Regions from separate parts of the Mus musculus genome. Here regions 1 and 2 are each linked to region 3. Evidence: chromatin contacts called from public Hi-C data. All regions are on one chromosome and are shown on one strand. Each heading gives the region's core, a stretch centred on a gene start, on an enhancer-like site or on the middle of the called end of the contact. The rest is flanking DNA. Distances are from core to core; before and after follow the strand shown. Region 1 has its middle 38 kb from the start of Gm38137. Region 2 overlaps Cd28 (CD28 antigen). Region 3 has its middle 13 kb from the start of Raph1.

Region 1 (3,878 bases), core at 21-2,520, 250 kb before region 3:
GGCTCAAGCAGAACTCTGTTGAAGAGTGCAAAGTCCAGGTTCTACACAGGAAACAATCATAAGAGACCTTTGTACTGCCTAACACAGGACATTCTATGAGCAGTTAATAAATGAATCCTGATTGATTTGTTGAATCACCAACTCTAGTGCAATGTGTATGTTTTCAGGGAGTTGCTCTAGTAGGAAAGGTGGGGGCAGGTGGGGTGATGTGTTCATTAATAATCACATGGAAGGGATGATGTTGGGCTTGACTTCCAAGAAACTGCAAGTAAAAGCAAACATCTGAACCAGCTCTTCCTGGTACCCTTGCTGGTTTTGGGCTGTCGAGCAAAGGATGGGAGACACACAAAGAGATTCCCCTGAGATTCTGAATCAAAATAAGATTTCAATCTGGATAACCTTCTCCACTTTTCTCAGTTTCTCCGCATGCTTGGACACTGTGTTTCTTTATCCCTCAAGGTACTTTCCCACTAAGTGAAGGAAAAGGCTAAGATATATATACATATATATATATATATATATATATATATATATATATATATATATGTATGTATATGTATATATATATATTCTCCATGCTCTGGCACGCTCATGGAGACTCTCCACTTTCTCACTATTAAATATGAGAGTTATTTCTTGAGCAACTCATCCGTGGTCATAAAATACTCAGCAATGTATACTTGCTATTATTTTTAGATTAAACATGACATTACCCATATGTTTGTCATCTGTGCTAGTTGCCCTGCATGAAACCAGATTTTTGAAGGAAGTTTTAACCTGGTAGTCATAAATAAATGACAATAGTTGCTTCTATTTTAGAAATCCACATTGGAGCTTGCTTTCCTAAAAAAAAATAAAATAAAATAAAATAGAATGCATAACCCTGAAGAATGCCAGTTTCAACATTCATGCTGTAGGATTCAACACAAATTTAAAATCTCACAGCATGGTCAGTTTTGTAGCACTACCTCTTTCCTTCTGACATAAAGGCTGAACCTGTATTGTTATATAAAATGGATAACTCTCAGGAAAAATAATCCTTGGAGTGGATCCAAATTGCTAACTTATCTTTAATAATCATGTCTTTTTCTCTCCACTCTATCCCAGGACAGATTGAAACACTCCATCGAGACAAATGCATTAAGTCACTTGGAATCCGAGCATCTGCAGATACATTACAAAATAATTCTCTTTGTTCAGTGAAGGAAGGCCACATGATGCATTAGCCAGCTTCCAGCTGCTCCTTCCTCACTGATGACTCAGCCTCTCTGGATGCCATTTTGGCCACTCACTATGCATCTAAAGATGTGCTTAAACCCACTGCATCACTTAGGAAGAGCAAACCAGAGTCACAAGAGAACACATGTGGCCGCAAAGCAATGGAAAGATGGTTATCTTTCTCCCTGGCATCGTTTCTTAAACGCAAACAGACTTAAAGGAAGAGGGAAATCTGCCAAAGGCCTCTGGGGATTCCAAATGAAGGAAATTCTTCCACAGGATGAAGCTACGCATCCTATAGAAAGTACATAAACAAGGTCCTGCGCTGATGTTGGAGTGAGGTCTCTGAAGTCTTATGTGTGCCAAGTGTTTTAAACCATTAATTGTTTTATTCTGCCAAAATGGATGAGCTAAGATTTGGCTGCTTGCTTTTAGGAGATTAAAAGACAAGCAAAGGAAAGGCTCCTGAGTAAAACACAACCAAAATATTTTAGTTGATTCGAACTTCTTCTTAGCACTTAGAACTGATAGTATTATCCTGGCCAAACGTTAAACAACAAATAATCAAAAATAAGAGTGTTGACCTAAAGCAGCTGTTTAATCAACCACATAAGGAAAGAGGGGAAATGGTCCAATTGTTTCTTGTTGTGAAGACAAAACAAATGTCTGATAAGGTTTTTAACTTTCCAAATTGGTGGGAAGGAAGTCTTGTATATTGTTTGCCATTTTTCCAGCCTTTTGTTGGTCTGGATCCAGAAGAATAGATCTTTTTACTACTTTCTATAAAATTGTCCCAAAATAGATATCCTGTGCCATGGTAAGAACTTTAAAGATAAATAAGCAAGACCCATGACTTGGAAGTCTCCTACACAGACCTTCAGGGGCTCGTGCTTCTGATCCTTACTGCGATGTTCCTTGAATTAGATTCAGGTACAGTCATGGATTTGTCCCATCCCCACCTACCCCAACAGGGAAGTACAATGGTTAGCCCCAAAGTCAACTGCTCTTTGACCCAAAGAGCCAGGTGGGACTCTTGTTTGTTTGCTTGATTTCTGTTTGGAAAACTGGACTCAGCCTGTGGTGAGGGCAATGAGAAAAACAGAAGGAGGTCTCTGATCTTGCCCCACACTTCCCTGCCTGTCACCCATGTGCCCTCCCCAGGACAGCAGGGTCAGTTTATGATGGCTGTTGGTGTGTTTAGATTTCTCAGATTTAGAAAGAACTTCAAAGCATGAACTCTTTTCATGGGGACATGGACTTAAAACTTGGTGTTTCATAACCGTGAGCAAAAGAAAAAAAAATGAATCCATTTAAGGAGACACTTAACATTCTTGGGACTCTGGACATAACATGGTGCTCACGTAATTTGGCTGCTGGCATGGGAGACATTTTTGCTCTAAGCTAGTATTTCTCAATCTGTGGGTAGCGACCCCTTTGGCAAGCCTCTATCTCCAAAAATATTTACATTATGATTCATAACAGTAGCCAAATTATAGTTATGAAGTAGCAATGAAAATAATCTTGTAGTTGGGGGTCACCACAACGTGAAGAACTGTGTTAGAGTCTTGGCATTAGGAATGTTGAGAAACACTACTGTGGCAGAGTCTTTAAATAGGCATCTAACTGAAAATGCTGAAAAGAGAAACCCTTCCTTCCTGTTGCTCCTGGTTTACTTAAATGAGTTGCTATATACAGGACATCTACCAGTTTCTGATTCTCACCATACTTCCCCTTCCAGATGGGCTGCAGCCCCATGTAGCCCACAAGATCCCGCCAGCTGTCACCCTATGGGATGAACAGCTCTTGGTCCATCACTTGCCCAGAGTCCACACATGTCAACCCACCTATGTTTCTCACAATCACATCTGCAGCCACCTCCATTGTAAATATTGTTGGGGTGATAACTAAACGCATATTTTCTAGGCACCTTTTAAGACCTATCAAATCCAGAGAAGCCTAGGAGCCCACCTTTCTAGAGAACAGCCAAGGCAGATCTCTGAAGCCTGAAGATTTTGGCACAGCTTTTGCACACTTCTATCCCACTATCCCACCGTTAACTTGGGCCCTCGGAAAAGAATTTTGCACCCTGTCATCCGAGCCTGTCACACAAATAACTTCACTGTTTTACTTATTAAAATTATTCCTTCTGCCTTTATGGATAGCTGGTCCAAGAGCCATGTGAGGCCTCATTTCAGAGTCTTTTTTATACCTGTCAAGATTTTGGTTCCTTCACAAATATTTATGTTTTATATAAGAACCCACTCCATTCATTTCCGGTTTCCTTTCCTTTCGGGGGCGGAGGTCTCTCTGCTGGTGGGCTCATTTGCTTTGTGTTGTCAGGAATTGAAAACTTGCATCCCCATTTCTCATGGCTTCAACAACCACAAATCAGAAAGCCATTTTCTGGCCAACATGTGGCAGTCTGTTCAAGTTTGTGGTCTAAGCATACTTAACTCTCTCTCCTCTTTTTAGGTGAACTCCGTTTTGTTTTACATTTAAATAACATATTGTTGCTGCTGTGGTCTGGTGACCCCTGAACCACCTTAGGCAGGCTATAATCAAGCTGGGTTTAATTCTTGGCATGAAGTAATTCCCGAATGGCCACTTGAATCAGGAGAAAAGCATGCCTGCTTTCAGACACTTGTACTATATTCTCTGTC
Region 2 (3,968 bases), core at 531-3,030, 180 kb before region 3:
TCTGTGAAGAAATTTTTAAAAATAAATAAATAAAATTAAAATCAATTTTTACTGGGGAAGCATGCTAAGAGCTACCTATTTATAGTTCTTGTTGTGAGGCTGTCCTCTAATTGTCGAGCAATCTCTTCAGCCTGCTAGTTCTAATTTTTAAAAGGTTATTTGTACCACACCCAAGAGCCAGTTAGACTCCGAAGTTGTTAAAAATGAAATTTATCATTTAACCTGGGATTGAATCCATGTACACAGGTGTTTTGGTTTTGGTTTCTGTTTGTTTGTTTGTTTGTTTGTTTGAGTTTGTTTTTCCTTTCTTCCTTCCTGTATTTCTTCTTTTTTGCTTTGGGTAGAAGGTGAGTACACAGAATTAAATCTCTACTAACTTTTATCATCTATATAATTATCAGTATTTCAATACATATAGAACTTAAAAAGAAAACGCATATCCACAACCTCTTACTCTCAGAAATTCTGATATATTTGATATAAGTTAAGATGTGGTTAGTGTTGATATTTGGGTTGAAATAACTTTACTGAAATGTAATTCACGTATCATAAAGTTCTTCTTGTTAAAAACACGATTAAGGGATTTTTTTTAATACAATGGGAGTTGTGAGTGGACCACCATTTCTGTAAAACATTTTCATTACACGAAAAGGAAACGTCCATCGCAGGAGCCATCAGTTCCCGTCATGCTCTCCCTCCAGCCCCTGGCAACCACTCCTCTACTTCTTGTCTCTACTTGCCCATTCAGGACATATCCTATGTTTGAAATCACAGTATGTGTGTCGTTTTGTATCTGGCGTCTTTCACATAGCTATTTTCAAGTTTCGTGTGTGATGTGATAAAGTATCAGAACTCCAGTTTATGACTATTCTGTTGTGCAGCTGTAGTACATTTTGTTTTTACACTCAACATTTTTTTGCCTGTTATGAGCAATGCTACTGTGAACATCTGTGTAGGGGTAGGGAGGAGCTAGAGGGATAGGACAAGCTCCAACATCCAAACTCCAATGTTCTTTTAGTAATCCCTGTCTGATTCAGCAGATGACATCTTCCCAAGACACATGTGAGAAGGAAAACAGATTTCCTACACATGAATTCCTTGGGCAGTTCCCAGTCTAGTAAGGAAGAAAAAAAAAAAAAATATATATATATATAGTTTTGATCCAGTAGACAACAGTCTGCAGGTTGTGGGACCAGTTGATTTCCTAGACATGAAGACTGCTAGTCTGTGGGATAAAGGATGATGCCTACATTGATTGACAAATGTTTACCAAGATCTCCTGCCAGTGATAGAGACCAAGTGAAGGCTCTTAAGCCGAAAAGCAGGTGCTCACAGCTTTTCATTTCTGTAGATCACGCTAACCAAAGTGGAAGCAGTATTATGGAAGGTACAAGGATGAGGGCATGGAGAGTGGGCAAGATTCATCAGAGGTGAGAGGTGAGAGACTACACTGGCTTAGAAGTAGTGGATGAAGTGAGCAATGTTTACAGGCTAATGCTTACCCAACTTGACAGTGATTTAGGTGTGGTTAAAGAGAAAAGGAAGCATTTAAAATGACTTCCTCAGCCAAACAGGGTAAGAAACAAGAAGGTATTTTTCTTTTTACTCATTTCTACTTCATTACCAGAATAGACAGATCCAAAAACTAAGTCAAGTGTGGACATCTGGGTATAACGAAGACATGTTTTCAGCATCAGGGGTCGGGACACAGGATGGAAACTTTCAGAGGAAGAGACTGCAGTCATTCTCTGAAACGGTCTTTCTTCACAAGGAGTAATATGAGAACTCAAAGGTAGCTTTTCTTCTTCTTCCCAGCACGAGGCCTCTGAGCTCAAGCCTCAGCATGACTGAGGTTGTCTGATTTCTCCCAAGCCCATTTGACCTCAGCGTTACAAACCAAGCATGCTCTCAATGAGAACTGCACAGCCCCTGTGTCAAGGCTGTGTGTTGGCTGCCATTGTGCTGGAGATCAAGCACAGACCAAGGAAAGGGGAAATGCCTCATTCAGTGACTGTGCCAGCTTTTGCTGGGAAGAGTTTGAAAACTGTGAAAAGGAGATGGGCAGTTTATCCGTCGGTGCTCACATTTCTCTCTTCTGTGTCGACAGATAATTTTTAGATTAGCTGATGCTTAAAGAGAGATGCTATAGTCAAGGTAATTTCTTGTATTGTGCTGATATGTGGCTAACAGCTTCCTAGCTTAGGATTTGAGCTGATAAGACCTCTTTTTAAATGTTAATACAATTTCTAGATTTCAGTCCCACCTTAATTTATTCCCCGTGAGAAGCTACCTGACAGGACCTCAGAATCGACATCTTCTCTGGAGACACACGAAATAAAATAGGTTTCTTTAGGTATGAAAGAAAGATTACAGTTGTCCTAAATGGTATTGACCATGTGTACTCACTGTGGTTTCTAATACGTATGATACTACTAGCTCCTTTTAATTTCCCTTAAAAATGGAGCATGCGTGAAGAGATCCATCTCCACCCTACAGCAGTACAGCACAAAGATACAGATGAACTGAAGCACATGACAATGGTCAGCTTGGCTATGTATTTTGGTTTGTTTTTTGGAGTTTCTGGGGATCTGTGGTATTTCAAATAATTTAAGGGAATATTATAAAATTTAAGGACATACCTAGACTTAGACCAGTGGTTCTCAACCTGTGAGTTATGACCACCTTGAGGGTAAAATATCACATATCCTGCATCACAGATATTTACATTGTGATTCATAAGAGTAGCAAAATTACAGTTATGATATAGCAACAAAATAATTTGATGGCTGGGGTCACCACAACATGAGGAAATGTACTAAAGGGTCACCACATTAGTGAGGTTGAGAAGCACCGACTTGGAAGGAACTAGAGATACATTTAGCTTTCCTCTATGGACTTCTGTTTGAAGATGTGTTGTTTTCTAAACCATGCTAGGAACTATCTTTCTTTCCCTCTGCAAATATTTGATTCTGTTTTCCTTCTTGTGAGTGGTTTACCTAGGCTACACCCACAAGAAACAGCGTTACTCTCCCAACTGCATTCACTCAACACAGTAAAAGACTGCCTTGGCTGGCATGTCTACCAATCATCAGGTTGTTTTGATGGTGAATTTGTGCTTTGCTTTTCAAAGCCTCTCCTAGCAGCTAAACAAGCCAAAGCTGTGGAGACAGGAAGCAGTAACCTCAAGACTCTTTTCCTCACAAATAGGCTCTATACCAGGTGACATGAAGACTAAGGGCAGAGGTGAGAAAGCACTTATCTGCAGCCCAGGGCAAGGCTGTGAGAGCCAGAGTTCCCACCAATAGTCTGTGAAACTTGTGGTAGAACTGGCTTCTAGAAGGTTGACAATTGATTGTGTTTCCAAGGGAATGCAATAGTTACAAAAACAACTTCTTTCCTTCTCATCAATTCTAAGTGGGTCAATTACTATGCTTAGGAACCAAACCAACCTCTGTACAGGTGCACTGGAAAATCATCTCTAAGGTGATCAAACATCAAAGAACTTTGACCTTAAAAGGATGTATACACACACACACACACACACACACACACACACACACACACAAACACACACCTCCCAGTTAAGCTAAATTGTGTATTTACAAAGAATATGAAGTATAAAATACAATGTAGGGAACATAGTAGTTTAGAATCATGAGCCTATAAGACGAGTCCAAGTTCAAGACAAATGAGCAGCCTTTGAGACTTGAACTCAAGCCTCCCAACAGATTTTGGTCTATTGTTCCTTTCCCTCTGACACACTGCATCAACATTCTAACATAATTCCAGTGGTTGGTTTTAGGTCCTCTAGAGTCTGGACTTGATCAAAGAGCTGATACTGAGATCTTCATGTGAGAATCAAGGGAATTACTATTTAGCAGTCGGTAAGTTGAATGGCAAGAGGACTGGACCAAAGTAAACTTCATTTTCTCCACCATTTTAGTGGAGTTCTGTATGGAGAGAGAGAG
Region 3 (3,866 bases), core at 313-2,812:
CTCTTGTTTCTTGGAGCCTTGGAGAAGAATCAAACACACTTACTCACGTCACACAGAGAGTAATAATCTTTAGTTAGCCACCCTTTCGTGTAGCTCCAGTGTCCCTGATTCTGTGAGCCATGATCTATAGATAGACATGGATAATTGACAGCAAATGCACCTGTCTTCTTGAGAATAACTTTAAGGAACTGCCACCTAACTAAAGAGCCATGATAGTTTAAATGCAGACTGATATTTAGCTAAAGGGCATCGTCTCTTGGAACAATATCTAAAGGAAAACCATTTTGTTACATAAATAAAAAGCATTAAAGTGCCAAAAATTGTTAAGAAAAAAAAAAAAGAAAACCTTTTGCTTAGTAAAAAGGTTTTGCACGCACTCTATGTGATGGCTGTTCAGATGAAGATGCCTAAAGATGCATGCAGAGCTTCTGCACCTTCTCAGTTGTCACGGCGACTGTCAAGAAGCTTTGCAGCATACACATACATATGGTCCTACGCTTCCATGCTATTCTAATTACAACTTCTACTACACAGCCAAAACTGGAGCAGAGGGGCAGAGACTGAGAAAGTCTCCTGAGAAAATGGACGCTCCTCCATCTCCCTTTGTAGGCACGCGAGCATCTAGGAAATGGAAAACAGTAGTTGCGGAGCAAAGGCTATTGCAACAGCTGTAAATGGGCACTGGTAAAGCTTGTGGTACTGTTTTCCCTTGCTCCGTGCTGAATTATTTTAGGAATAAAGACAATCAGAAAGTGCAAGTTAGACAAATGTATGTGAGTAGATTTACTACAAACTGTCTTATATCCTTCTTATAATAAAACTGGTTGTAACTTGGCTGAGTCATATTTTGGAATAAACAGTTTAGCTTTTCCACCAACAGTCACGAATGGAATTTATCCCCACCTTCTCTGTGTGTGTGTGTGTGTCTGTCTGTCTGTCTGTGTCTTTCTTTGTGTCTCTGTCTGCCTATCTCTGTCTCCCTCTGTCTGTCTCTGTCACTCTGTCTCTGTCTTCTCTCTCTGTCTCTCTCTCTGCCTCTGTCTTCTCTCTCTGTCTCTATCTCTGTCTCTGTGTGTGTGTCTCTTTCTCTGTCTGTCTCTGTCTCTCTCTCTCTCTCTGTCTCTGTCTCTCTCTCTCTCTCACTCTCTCGCTCTTTCTCTGAAATAGAGTCTCACATTGTAGCCCAGGCTGTCCTGGACCTCACTACATAGCTCAGACTGGCTTCAAACTAACAGCGATCCACCTGCCTCAGATTTTCCAGTGTTGATATCATAGAAATGAGCCACAACTGGCAACTATTGAAAATGTCTAACTCTATCAACTGACCCAGATTGTAGGTGCTCAAAGCTAACTTTTTAGAGTTTTGTAAGGAAGGGTGGATACTGAGCAATTTGCTGATCAACTCTTTGCCCTTAAGCCTTCAGGCAAAGCATATTTCCTGTTAACTCAGCTAAGTTGTGAAGATTGTTGGTATTTATGCCTTCCTCTTCCGGGTCCATACCCAGAGGCTGAAGTCCCTTTGTGCTTCTTTGCCTCTGGGAGTGTGTCACAAGGAAGAAAGCAGAAGTTTCCTGCAAGATACTTCTCTTCTGGGTTTGTATTTTCAACCTCCTAAACCCACAGAAAAGCCTATGCTGGACTTGGTAGAGGGAAAGGGGAACTGAGCTTGCTTCCAGGGAGGAAGGTGGGTCCATAGAAAGTTAAGAGACTGCAGAGCCCTGCCCTTCTGTGGCTTCCATTTCTCTCTACTGCCTCCCCAGAGACATCTAAGCAATTCTAGCTCACTGAGATGCCTGTCCATAGGCTGCTGTAAAAGCATCGACGTTCTAATGCTGTCACCCTTTATACAACAGCGACCTCCAACCATAAAATTACTTTCATTGCTACTTCATAACTGTAATGTTGCTACTGTTATGCATTATAATGTATATAGCTTGTTTTCTGACAGTCTTAGGCAACCCCTGTGAAAGAACCTCTCTCCTTAAAGCTGTCATGACCCACAGATTGAGAGGAGTCAGGCAGTGAGTACTTCCTGGGAACCCCTCTGGGGCTGATGGTGGAAGGGCAAGTGGCTGTATATGGTTGTGAGCTTGTTTAGCAAGGGAGATAAGGGAAAAGGGAGGAAAACTCCAATGGTGACCAAAGTTGGTTATCTCTGCTCCCAAAGAATGGGGGACTCAGTTAAAATTAAATTAACTCCAAAAACCCAAACAAAGGGAGTTTTGAGTTTGGGGTTTTGCTTTTGTTTGTTTTTTGTTTGTTTGTTTGTTTGTTTTATTCCACACAGGAGAACTGGAGAATTAAGATAGCCAGAACAAATGAATGCAGGTGTTTGAAATCACAGGGAGAGAAGACTTCTTTTCTAGATGAGAAAAAACTTCTCACCAACAACTGAAAGTATTTTCTTTTTTAAAAATCTGGTTGTTGTTTATTTGGGATATTTGTTTTGTTTTGTTTTTAATTTCCCCTGTGGTGAAGCATACGTTAGGATATTTGAGAATGACTTTGGAACACATACAATGCCCTCAGTACACCACTGTACATTTAACTATGCAATCCTATACCATTCCTCTGGATGCCCCATTCAAACGAGTGGTCATTTCATCCCTCACTCATTCATTCCCAGGCTCACAGAAACCACCATTGCCTGTGTGCCTTTCCTATCATGGGCTCATGTACAGTGCTTCCCCATGGCTTTAATAATATCCAGTTTCCAACTTCTGCTGTAGGTTGTAAAGTCTGTAAGATAAAAAGCTTTGAAAGAATATATTCTTCCTGGTGCCTTAGTAAACCCACTATTTGAGTTCTACAAGATAGTATAAAGACAAGAACAGTGAATGGAAATATTAACCCTGATCCAGCATGATCCAGTATTATTGCCAACACAGCATCTCTCCTCCAAATTAAAGCCTAAATGGATACTGAAAAGTTACTGCAGAAAGAGAGGCAGAAAAGGAAGAGGAGAAATTTCCACAAGTATTTGCCGTTACTTCCAGAGCACAGTTTGGTGTTCTCCCCAGTATTGGCTTGAAGTGCATAAGCCATGATGCTTGCATTAGAACTTCTGAGAAAAAGCATCAATGTCTAGGCACAGAATATTGTTACATCTTGGGGGTTATTTGTTTTGTTTCTAAATCATTTTTGTGGTTTAGCTTTTGATATCTGCTATGGGCTGAACATTTACACTCCCTCTTGATAGAAAAGAAGCAGGTGTGATATCGAAGACAGAAAAGGGTTATATTTGAGCATATCGTTTTTCCCCCCTTGGAGGAAAGCATATTAATAAATCAAAGGTTTTCTTTTTTTAACAATAAATATTTTTATTACGTATTTTCCTCAATTACATTTCCAATGCTATCCCAAAAGCCTCCTACACCCTCCCCCCACCCCACTCCCCTACCCACCCATTCCCATTTTTTGGCCCTGGCGTTCCCCTGTACTGGAGCATATAAAGTTTGCCTGTCCAGTGGGCCTCTCTTTCCAGTGATGGCCGACTAGGCCATCTTTTGATACATATGCAGCTAGAGTCAAGAGCTCCGGGGTACTGGTTAGTTCATAATGTTGCACCTACAGGGTTGCAGATCTCTTTAGCTCCTTGGATACTTTCTCTAGCTCCTCCATTGGGGGCCCTGTGATCCATCCAATAGTTGACTGTGAGCATCCACTTCTGTGTTTGTTAGGCCCCGGCCTAGTCTCACAAGAGACGGCTATATCACGGTCCTTGCACCAAATGCTTGCTAGTGTATGCAATGGTGATCAAAGGTTTTCTAATTTATCCCTGTATGTGTTTGAAATAATCCTTTCCTTTAGTTGAAGAAACAATAAAAAAAATACATGTTGAAAATAGTATTTTAATGTCATTAAAA

Evidence for each region. Hi-C and Micro-C count contacts between places; a contact is called where the count stands out from the background.
Region 1: a Hi-C map of bone marrow-derived macrophages shows a contact between it and region 3, with 18 read pairs. The contact joins two enhancer-like sites. A contact is called at or near these places in 9 of 484 Hi-C or Micro-C datasets (the C2C12 cell line, CD4 T cells, CD8 T cells and 3 more), 3 of 115 datasets of contacts at active chromatin or transcription factors (embryonic fibroblasts, liver and trophoblast stem cells) and 1 of 9 other capture datasets (embryonic stem cells).
Region 2: a Hi-C map of bone marrow-derived macrophages shows a contact between it and region 3, with 25 read pairs. The contact joins two enhancer-like sites. A contact is called at or near these places in 1 of 39 promoter capture datasets (the C10 cell line), 4 of 484 Hi-C or Micro-C datasets (the HPC-5 cell line, bone marrow-derived macrophages, cortical neurons and 1 more), 3 of 115 datasets of contacts at active chromatin or transcription factors (double positive thymocytes, extraembryonic endoderm stem cells and trophoblast stem cells) and 1 of 9 other capture datasets (embryonic stem cells).

What each region holds. Positions count from the first base shown.
Region 1 is chr1:60,823,418-60,827,295 of GRCm38.p6, reverse strand. No RefSeq gene overlaps it. Among named protein-coding and RNA genes, the nearest start is that of Gm38137, 38 kb to the left of the region's middle. Within about 2 kb of position 1,270, at least 94 of the 459 cell types and tissues checked have an H3K27ac peak or open chromatin away from gene starts, as enhancers often do. A contact at or near this core is called in bone marrow-derived macrophages, where this site is marked.
Region 2 is chr1:60,757,608-60,761,575 of GRCm38.p6, reverse strand. The region is part of intron 1 of Cd28 (CD28 antigen); the gene reads right to left. Among named protein-coding and RNA genes, the nearest start is that of Cd28, 13 kb to the right of the region's middle. Within about 2 kb of position 1,780, at least 37 of the 459 cell types and tissues checked have an H3K27ac peak or open chromatin away from gene starts, as enhancers often do. A contact at or near this core is called in bone marrow-derived macrophages and double positive thymocytes, where this site is marked.
Region 3 is chr1:60,577,782-60,581,647 of GRCm38.p6, reverse strand. No RefSeq gene overlaps it. Among named protein-coding and RNA genes, the nearest start is that of Raph1, 13 kb to the right of the region's middle. Within about 2 kb of position 1,562, at least 79 of the 459 cell types and tissues checked have an H3K27ac peak or open chromatin away from gene starts, as enhancers often do. A contact at or near this core is called in bone marrow-derived macrophages and double positive thymocytes, where this site is marked.